Linked DNA regions of Gossypium hirsutum: region 1 is linked to region 2. The links are chromatin contacts, called in public Hi-C maps. All regions are on one chromosome and are shown on one strand. Each heading gives the region's core, a stretch centred on a gene start, on an enhancer-like site or on the middle of the called end of the contact. The rest is flanking DNA. Distances are from core to core; before and after follow the strand shown.

Region 1 (5,022 bases), core at 460-2,959, 260 kb after region 2:
AATTCTGTCAAACGCTAAGAAACAATAAAAAATAAGTCCAAATGTGCAAAGCTTCCATCTTTAATGAGACACCAAATGCTTAATGTTTGATTTGGTCAAGTGAATTCGAATCTTGAAGAAGTGACGAACATGACTTATAGGATAACGGAAAGCTCATGGCCAAATATACCGTCATGCATATATAATATAATAAAAAAGAGAAAAGCTTCATTGGATTTAGGCTCTGCTTTGTACGTAGGATGGAAAAAGTGAGAATGGGAAACTTCTCAATCTAATGATTAAACTACAAAGTAGGAAAGTGGCTATGAATCTTAATCATTTGATTAAGAAATTATCCATCCACTTTTCCATCCTTCATATCAAGCAAATAGAGAAGCCCCAAATTTAGAAGATTTAGTTACCTGAAATGAGGCTTCATGGAGAGCACGTGCGGCTGCAATTCCAGCCATTCCAGCCCCAATCACGATTACTGAAGGTGTTCTTACTGGCCTCCTCGCCCCATTTGGATAGCAAATACCTTCCAAATAGTAACCAAAAGTTTTCTTTTATTTAATTATTATTTTCAGCTTGTGCCAAATTTCAAATGAAACTTCTAATATCATGAAAATTAGCAGAAAATATAGTAAATGTTAAATAAAAAGAATGAGATCCTTATTTCATCAGCATCAACATGGCCCCAATGCTTCATAATTTGTATGCATGTATATTTAGACATGATTTCCACTATCAGCTCAATATTTTTGTACATATATCTATTGATAGCTTTTTCACTATATTCTCAAACCTTAAAATTTTTAAAGAACATTTCTTTAAATATTTTTTTCAATCTAACAAAAGCAAATCATACTGAAAAAAAAATTGTCCTTGTATACTTCAAAAAACATGACACAAAATCTTTGATACGTTTTAAATAAATAATGTTTTCTAAAAAAAAATTGAATGTTTGAATTTTTAAGCTTGCCTATTAAATAAAAAATTCCGTACATAACACATAATCACTAGTCAAACATAAATAATTTTAAGAATTAAAGAAAAAGAAAAGCTAATAATGTTAAACTAACTTAAACAACCAGTCACCTCATTTTTATTAATACAATCGCATGTTGTCAAATGAATCACGGTGTCAGATAAGCTGCATCTCCAATTAATTAAACAAAACTACCGACAAAAAAACATAAAGAGAAAGAGAAAGAAACAACGAACCTCCACGCAATTGGTGATTACTCTTGTCCGACGACTCCATGGATTAAGATCGGGATTAGGATTTAGATTTAAGATGTAAGGGAGGACTATGTTTGGAATTAGAATTAAGCAATAATAATAAAGGCTCAGTTGATTTTTTTTCGAATTTAAATAACGAAGGAGGTAATTGAGGGGAGTAATGAAGAATAAAAATTAAAAGACACGTTATAAAATGGTTGGAAGAATTCAACGAAGAGAAGCAAGTAAAACCCAGATTTCCCAACCAGCTCATGCGATTTCCTTTCTTTTTCCGATTCTATCCCTCCTCTTCGTCTTTAATCCCCGTTTTTCCAGAAAGAAACCGGCAATGATAATAAGATCTCGAGATCGAAACAAGAATTTTTAATCGCCGGAGTTTTGAGATCACGGGGGGTATATTTGGAAACCGGAGATTTCACAAAAGAGGGAGAGAGAAATGGAAATATAATTAGAAAATTCTAGAGAGCGAAGGGGCGTTTTGGATGAATCCTTGTATATGGCTTGCCTCAATTTATAGAGTTGCTTTGCCATCGTGAAAAAAAGAGCGCCAAGTATTCCCACTCGCGTAGGTGATAAGGAACTGTACGCGCTTACTTTTGAGACCACGTGGTTATATTTTAAAGGTGCTTTAAGATATTGAAATTAGTTGAACCATGACGAGAGGTATGTGTTAGCTAAACGTGTACATAAAGCGGTGAGGGTTGTGAGAATAAGGGTGTTTCAGTCATGTGATAAACGTCTCCAGCCTGCTGCGTTACTATTGTTAGGAAGGTAAAAGGAGGAAAAAAACAAAAAGTGAATGTATTCCGTGAGTTACAGGGGATGGTAAAACAGTGAAGTTTTGGAAGGATAGTTTTGGATTCCATGTATGGGTCCTTTGATTCAACATTTTGAGATCCCAATGATGTTGCAAGGCTCAGCTAACGTTTTTTATTATGTGGACTGGAAGGCTTTTGGGGATTGGAATCGTTTCGTGCCTTACTTGGACCATCAAACAACTGTAAAAATTGCTTCAGTGACTACAGATATGGACCTAAGTTTTTGGTGAGACACAGTGAATGGTATATGCACTGTAGCAGCAGCACATCACAAGCTTGTTGGTGCAAATTGGGAAATAGAATGTGATTTGGAAGTTTCAAGGCCATTAGAGGGCTAACCGTCAGGGAGCGTTTGCTGACAAATAGTAAGCAATTGAGGAGAGGCATTTCAACCTCAGATCTTTGCCCAATTTTCAGGTGTTATCCTGATACCGCTCTTCATGCTCTAAGATATTACTTTGGTGCTACAGAAGTTTGGGGTCAATTAGTTTTAAAAGATGTGAAGAACATGTTTTATGCTGGGGATTTCTAATCTTGGCTGTGAGGAAGCATTGGAAACTGCCGGAGCATCTCGGGGAGGCAGGTGGACTGAAAAATCTGTTTTGTTGTGGATTGCTTTGATATTTGGAAGCAAAGGAACTGGTTTATTTTTCAAAACAAGGAACTAAATCCAGGAGAAGTGGTGCTATGCAGTTTGTGCATGGCCAAGGGATATATTACATTTGCTAATTATATACGTATAGATGAGGTGAAATTTATTAAATTCAATTCATCAAAGTTGTCAATTTTTAAATTTGAAAAATCATTTGACTTGCGATGACTTTTTGGATGGGATCTAGACATTTCTTGATTGAGATATCTCATAGCATTCAAAGAGCTATCTCTTAGCTTCGAAACGCACTTTGAATCACTCGATTTTGAGTCCAGAGACTCAACTTATGACTGTTTTAGAGAAGACCGTGCAAGCAGAAATTTTGGATGTTATTATTACAGAAAATTACGAGTTTTGAGCTTTAATTCGAGTTTAAATCTTATTGTGTTCAACTTTAATGCTTAATTTTTATTATATATGAGCCAAATATTGTATCTAGGAGTTTTATGTTTCTTAGCTAACAAGAAAGTTTAGTTCCACCATAATGTTTGTTGTTTAGATTAACAAGAGTTTCATTCTATTTAGGAGTTGTTGTAATGGCTCGATTTTCTACATTGTCGAAAAATTCAATTTTGAACCGAATTTTTAAATAAATTATGATTAAATAGTCACATGTTGAATATGGAAATAGTAGGATTGAATCATTAACTGAAATTAAATTAGATAAATTATTAAGAATAGTAATAATGTAACACTTCGGTTCTAGTGAGTACAAGGTTTGGCGTATAATCCTAAGGTAGTATGATTGGCGGAGTAAGCTTTGCCCAAATGCATCTTTCGGCGCATAGAGCGAGTGTGTACAATTATATGGTTAAGATAATAAAGATTCATTGTCAGATGGCTATGTTAATTGGAATACGATCAATGGCCAAGTAAAATTGGTACCGAGAATATGAATTCGCGTCAGGAATAGTACGCCCGTTAACTGTGGTATTGTGCAGGTTAAGTTGCAAGGTAAACTGATTAGGAACCAACTAAATGTGAACTAGAATAGTTAAAATATAAAGGAATACTCAATTCATTCTCTCGAAAGTTATAGATTTTTTATAAGACAATTCAGTAATAATGTGACATTTGTCAAGTTCCAATAAGAACTTAGATTATAATAATAGATATTCAAGTTTTGGAAAGGGGGAGTTTTCTTCTTTTTTCTTCTAAGACAAGGTTATCTAAGGCTTGAAGAACCGAAGGCACTTCTCTAAACTAAAGTTGAGATCCTGGATTTTATGAGTAATAGCTCCATGTCAAGGTAAGTTTTATGACTTTGTATGTTATGCTATGAAATAGTAGGTCTATAAGAGCGTATGAATAGTAAGATGAAGAATTAAGGTTTCGTATAAGGGTTATATGGGTTTGTGTTGATGGTAAAGGTTACGAATGAGTTTTAATGGTGTTCTTCTAAATTATAAGTAGTGGTTACTCCAGTTCCTTGTTGGATCTGAAGTTCAAGCTGCTGTTCATAGTTGTCAAGTGAGTTTTTGCACCGAATCTTGCATGTATATTGTTCACATGAAATATCTCTGTACAAACTGATTGAACTATAAAACCGAAGCTAGAGAAGTATAGTATGATGGTCATGTAACTATATGATTAAATACATATTATGGTATGGAATCTGAGAAGTAGGTTTGGTTGTATATGTGTGTCTTAGATGTATTCTATAGGTATGATCAGTTAAGTCTAAGTTGTGGAGTTAAAGATGAAGGTGAATTATGTTAGTGCATGAAGGGTTTGTCAAAAGAGTCTATGTCTGTTCACCGCGGTGGAGTCTAAAGGGGTACATCGGGACTAAAAACACGAACTTTGATATGAATATTGAAGGAAAACCCCATGGTAATGATGCATTTTGAAAGCAACTAAAGGATAGTGATTACCCAATAGGGTTCCTTACGTGTCCCAGGACGATGATGGGTAAACCTCACATAACATGAGTTTAGGCAAATCCATATCGTAAACACATCAGGAAAGAAAGCCTTGGTGGCGTAATATGAAAGAAAGATTTTGTGGCTTAATATGAAAGAAAGCCTTTATGGTACACTCTTAAGAACCAACCTTGCGGCGAACAATGAATTAATAGCATGTGTGGCGAAAACCTGAAAGAACGACGTACATGGCGAAATCTAAAAGCAGTGCCCCTGTGGCTTATTCTAGTAAGGCTCGAAATGTCATAACCTAAAAGAATGATTCTTAGTGGATATTTACAGCTCGTTTTCCAGTAGTGTCAAAAATAGTGGTTTCGGGACCACAATTTTTACGAGTGAGACCATAAATATTATTTATTTAATATTTACGAGGTCATTAGTGTCGTATTAAAATTTGGTTTAGAAATTT
Region 2 (5,754 bases), core at 2,991-5,490:
CATTGGCCTCTTCAGCAGTAAGACATGAAGAATGCATTCTTGAATGGAGAACTTGAAGAAAAGGTCTATATGGTCCCAATCCAGGCTTTCATGAAAGGTACAGGCCTAGAGTCTAAAAAGTGTCTCCCTAAGGTCTCAAACAATCTCCAAGAGATTGGTATGAGAGGTTTATGTAGTTTGTGAAAGAACAAGGATACCTTCAAGGGCAAGACGATCACACCATGTTCATTCGACATTCACTAAAAGACAACTAATTGATGCATCTTTAACAGGTGTAACTACAATAACTGACTAGACTAGACCTGGCAATATTAAATATGACAATGAAAAATAACTAAAACACAACAAAGAACTTGATATGAAAAAAAAATCAGGTCATAACACAAATATACAGATCTACCAATTTTAATTAACGAGTTATAATATACACCTTAAACACTATCATAACACGAGAAAATAACAAGAATACAATATGCGTACACTAACTACCAAATCTAAACTGGACTAAGCCTTGAGTTGGGAAAGCATTCATTTAAATTATAAGTAAACATTTATTCTATTATGAGGACAGAAAAATAAATTAAATTTGCTTAGAAGTCATATAAGTAAAATAGAAAAGAAAATCCCATGGATGTATTTGAGAATATTGAAATAAAAAGATACCTACCAAAACTTTTGCCTGCCTCTTTTCCCATCGAGAACTTGCCTGCCAAAGAATTAGAGGTTTTTAGATGGTCTAAGAAAGTGTTAAACCAGAAATGCATATGGTGTCAGTAGATAAGTCAAGAGTTAGTTTTACCATTCTGAATACATCTGTTGATGCAGATCCCATTCCTGAAAGCATCAATGCAACCTGGTCATCCATTCAAAAGGCTCAAACTTCTAGCAACCGAAACAACTAGGTTGAACATATAGATTAATGAATTGTATCACCGAAAGACTATTTCAATGTAAAAAATGTTGTTAGTCAGTGTTTAAACCCATGGTTGATCAGTCTAATTATTATTTGATCTGTTAATCCTTTTAAGGTAATTCATATGCCATCTAACATGCTCATAGTTTATCAAGGTTAATTATTTTAGGAGAAAAGAACCATAGAGTGACTGGTTCTTACTTACATTAACTCTTTCTACCCTGCGCATTTCATCTTCAAGCAATGATAATTGTGCCGCAGAAGTCCAATGGATGCAATCAACTGGGCTAAATAACACAAGACAATGTTGATCAGCAATCATGTCATGTAAATCATGTAAACCCTTTAACTTTACTACAAGCAATATAAAATTCAAATTTTAGTTTCACGCAAATGTTTCGGTTGATTGCTCCAATAATTGATTGTATTTAACCAGAGATTACTTATATCGCTACAAGAAAATGTTGACCATTATATCAGGAATACATAACTAATGTAATCAATAAGAGGAAGAAAAGGTAGTAAAACAGAAGAAGAAATCATGGTTGAAAAGTTCATCTTTCCAGAATTCCTTCCTTTGCTTATCTGATATGTTAATAGTTATGGAAACAGTGTAATAATTCAGACAAGTCAACCGAAGGTCTGAAATTTTCTCATGAATGTGCTTCATCAGGATTCCCATGTAATATCGAATTTGATGGTTTGAACTTTATGTTAATCATAGCTTTGGAACATGACTTCACACCATTTCCTTAGTTGATCATAAATGAACATCAAACAACTCTAAAGTTTCTCTTACCAAGGGGGCTATTAGCCTACTTATAAGATTGATAATCGTAAAAATGAACTGGATAAATTGTTAAGCAAGTTGAAAATGGTGGCAGGGCACTGCTGATAAGATGCAAAAGAAATCACCGGAAGATAAAACATATGAGATAAGAAGCATAAAGCAGTTTCCAGCTGACTATATTTTGCATACTTAAAGTAAGGTGAATGATATAATGACATTAGTATACCCTGAAGCAAATACCTACCAACTGTCTATTGCCTCTTGCACTAGTTCAGGATTCCCAAACTGACTATGAACTCTGGCTCGTCCAAAGTCTTCTTCAATTCTAAACACATCACAGGCAACATTGGCACAATTTTTGCAGCCTGTGAAGGAAAAAAAATCATCTTATAGGTGTCAGTTTAGAATCTTAGACTGGTAGCGGTGAAGTTATGCCTTTGTAGGTACTTCCTTCCAATCACAAGTAGTGTAACTTTAGCTACAGTTATTGTTTCCATATGAAAACTTTTTAAAAACTTTTAGAGAAAAGTATCCTAACAGCTAATCTGCTCAAATTACAGGCACCTCTACTAGGTTGTAGTTAAGAAAGACCTATGTTACACTCAAACTGAATGTTAGTATAAGTGTCCAATACATGTATACCCATTTTTTAAATCAGTTTTTCTATATATCATCAGGATCATACCTATACAGGCATGTCTGAAAACATGTGTACCTAAGGGAATATGAAAAGTCCAGAAAAAATAAAGCAAGACATAACCTTGATCAAATGTGGCTGAAATTTTGTACATGCTCCAATTCTTTATGTGCAATCAATATGCATTTAGAAATGCCAAAATTTCTAAGTTCAAAGGAGATCATTATCATTCTGTATATCAGAGGAGTGGTTTAAGACACTTGGGTTATAAATTAATAATCATTAACAACTAATTATGAATGTCAACCAGAAAAAATCAATGTTTTCAAAACCATATCACTTAAAGAACTGGTATTAATGAAATTTCTGGTTGAAACAGTTCAACCGGATGGTTCAAATGATAAAGATAAATTGTATTTTATTTGAAATACTTTGAACATAATTTCTTGCACTTTTATTTTTCTGATTCCTTTTGGTTCTTTCTAGCTTGTCATAATTCTGGTTAAATATATAAGATTGAACCGTCTAATCTACCAGTTTCCGGTTGCACTAGTTGAACTGGTTGATCTGATATGTTTTTAAATCATAAAGAAAAACCTAGAAATGTAAGCAAAGCTCATACCTATGCAACTAAACTCGTCGACAAATACATGGTCTCTTGGGGCGGAATCATCCATGAAAGGATTCATTGCAGTCAACGCATAGCCATGAATTTCATCATAAACCGTGCGCTGTACGGGGTCACTGAGAACCTGCAAAGCAATAGTTACATTGTAGCAGTAGGCAAATAAACATTTACATAATACATAAAGTTCATTCTGAATGGGAACACACCCCATAGACCTCATTGATGAACATGCAGAAATTTGTAGTCTCTGGATCATTGCCACTTAGGTCTGGATGACAAGCCTTCATGCAATTATAATAAGCCTTTTTTATCTCCTCTGGTGTTGCGTCCGGAAGCTAAGTAAATATGGCAAACAAATTTAGATTTCTGAGATTGAATCACGACAAAAGTCAAATTAAAATTACCTTGACATGATAATATATAGATTCCAAGTAGCTATGGCTATGATGAATATCCATTAAGCAACATCACTTGCAAACATAAAGTTTTTATAAATATCAATTACTGCTTATCCATGCAATGATTCTACAAAATCACTTTAACAGTCAGATTCACTCCCTAACAAATCGATAAATTTGAAAGAAACAAGCAAGAATTACTAATCTCAAAATAAAACCAAAAGAAAACACGACTAAAGAAATGTTCTGCCCCATAGTTCATCATTAAGAACCCAAATAGTTGCACACTTCAATTTTCTGTTTTTAACTTCTAACTACATAATAATCATAAAATAGAAAAGTACAAGTGAGAAGAAATGTGAAAAGAATTACCAGACCAAGAACAGCATAATAATCATCGGCAAGAGAATCAGTAGATGCAGAATTTCCAGAAGCAACCTTGACTCTGCCACAACCTCTCCTTTGACCACCATGACCCATCAAGCTCCAAGAAGCTCCAGTCTTAGCATAGGCCTTCCATGAGCTTCTTCTGCTCATATTTAAAGATGGGTTATGGATTTTAAGAGTATCTGTATATACAGGAGAGAGTAGCTGAGCCATTGGTGCATGCAAATTTAGTGTTTTAGTTGTTTGTTTGTTTAGTTAGCTTTGAGACAGAGGCAGAGTAGCAGAGGGGAAGGGAAAGGCATGTCGTTACTTAATATAGTAGAAAATTTAGAGGAGGAAATTCAGGCGTGGAATGGTGAAATGCTGAGATGGCAAAAGGAGAGCCATTTGGTTTCCATGAATTTAGAGGGACCGAAGTTGAATCTAGAGACTGGAGAGTAAGTTTAGCACGTGTCGGCCTGTGTATAATTCTTGCCTGCCTGCCTCCCTCCCTTCCAATCCTACATTATTTTATTTGGATTTTTGTTTTTTAAATGATTTATTTTTTATATTTACGCGAAATATTAATACAAAATTATAATACTTCAGATATATTCACAAAACACTTTTCAAGAGCTTTTTTTTTTCCTCTGGTTATTATTTTGCACTGAAAAAAATCTGGAGCTCCTTTGGTCTGGTATTCTAAGGGCTACTTTGGCATTATCATTGGTTAAAAAGTCGTTTTAAAAAATTTGGTTTGAAAAAAATATATATTTAAAAGTGTTGTAGCAAAATGCAATAAGAAATGTGATTTAAATTACTATTTGATATTACTTTAAAAAGTTATAATTAAAGTTAAAATGTCTATTTAAGATATGATATTAAAAATTAAAAAATAAATATATTTAAATAATTTAATATAATTATATATGAAATATACATAAAAAAATTTAATAATTAATAAATTGTTTGTAAATTTAAAGCTACAAAAAATATTTTAAAAATTAAAATACAATAATAAATGTTATTTAGTGATAAATAAAATTTAAATTAATCTATATTTTTAAATATATTTTAACTAGTTAATATAAACAAAGGTATTTTAATAAATTGAGTTTGAAAATGCAATTGGCAAAAACTAAAAAACCTAAATTCCAATTTTATGCATTTAGATTGAAAAACATATTTCCACCTCATTATTAATCTTAGAAGTCAAGTGTTTGGCGGTGTTTATGTGGTTAAAAAAATAGTTTTTGATCTCATAAGCAATCCCGAGCGAGGCCTAAGTCCTTCTCTGACAACCTATGGGTTGCATAGGGGCAGCATTAGAGGGGGCAAGTAAGGGCTCTGACCCCCCTCAAATGGAAAAATTATGTTTTAACCTCTTTAAGATCTGAAAAATTACAAGTCAATAAAATGTTAAAATTGAATTTTAGCCCTTTAAAATGATAAAATGATGATTTAATTCTTCTAGAAATTATAAATTTATAAGCTTGCAATGAAAAAAAATTACATTTTATCTCTCATAAAAATTTTAATTTAATTTCGGCCTCCTCCAAAAATTATTTTGGCTTTGTCCCCGGTGTCACCAATTTTGTTTCTTGAATGACATGCCTCAAGTGACAATGAAAAAGCCCCCCAACTAGTTTCTTCCCATTGAAGATCAACGGTTTGATCATTCATGTATCCATACCTCACTTTTACAATCTCATAATTAACATTAAGAGAATCTCTCACTAGAATGATAGTATAAAAACTTAACTTTAAAGCAAAATGAAGTGCTTAGATCAACGCATATGCCTTCGTTACAAAAGAAAAAAAAAGCGCTTGCAATATTTTGGATTTGCATTATGTAGACAACAATGACAAAACCACGATGATCATTACATAGAATACCGTCACTACTTGAACCATCCTCTGATAGATAATCAACAACAAATTTTATCTTAAAGAAAGATTCAGTTGGGGGAATCCATCCAAGGGATTCGTTCAAGTCACGAGTTGTCTCAAATCAATTAACCA

The links. A called contact is a pair of places that touch in the nucleus more often than the background predicts.
Region 1: a Hi-C map of leaf shows a contact between it and region 2, with 1.8 times the contacts expected there. The contact joins the promoter of LOC107945473 here to the promoter of LOC107945477 in region 2. A contact is called at or near these places in 2 of 34 Hi-C or Micro-C datasets (both in leaf).

Annotation. Positions count from the first base shown.
Region 1 is chrD12:32,695,222-32,700,243 of Gossypium_hirsutum_v2.1, forward strand. LOC107945473 (polyamine oxidase 2) reads right to left here and starts at 1,710. Exons shown (of 10, transcript XM_016879494.2): 1 at 1,204-1,710; 2 at 402-517. The coding sequence starts at 1,243.
Region 2 is chrD12:32,431,409-32,437,162 of Gossypium_hirsutum_v2.1, forward strand. It overlaps LOC107945477 (chaperone protein dnaJ C76, chloroplastic), which reads right to left and starts at 4,241. Exons shown (of 9, transcript XM_016879497.2): 1 at 3,739-4,241; 2 at 3,175-3,303; 3 at 2,963-3,092; 4 at 1,948-2,068; 5 at 1,119-1,200; 6 at 800-853; 7 at 668-706. The coding sequence starts at 3,966.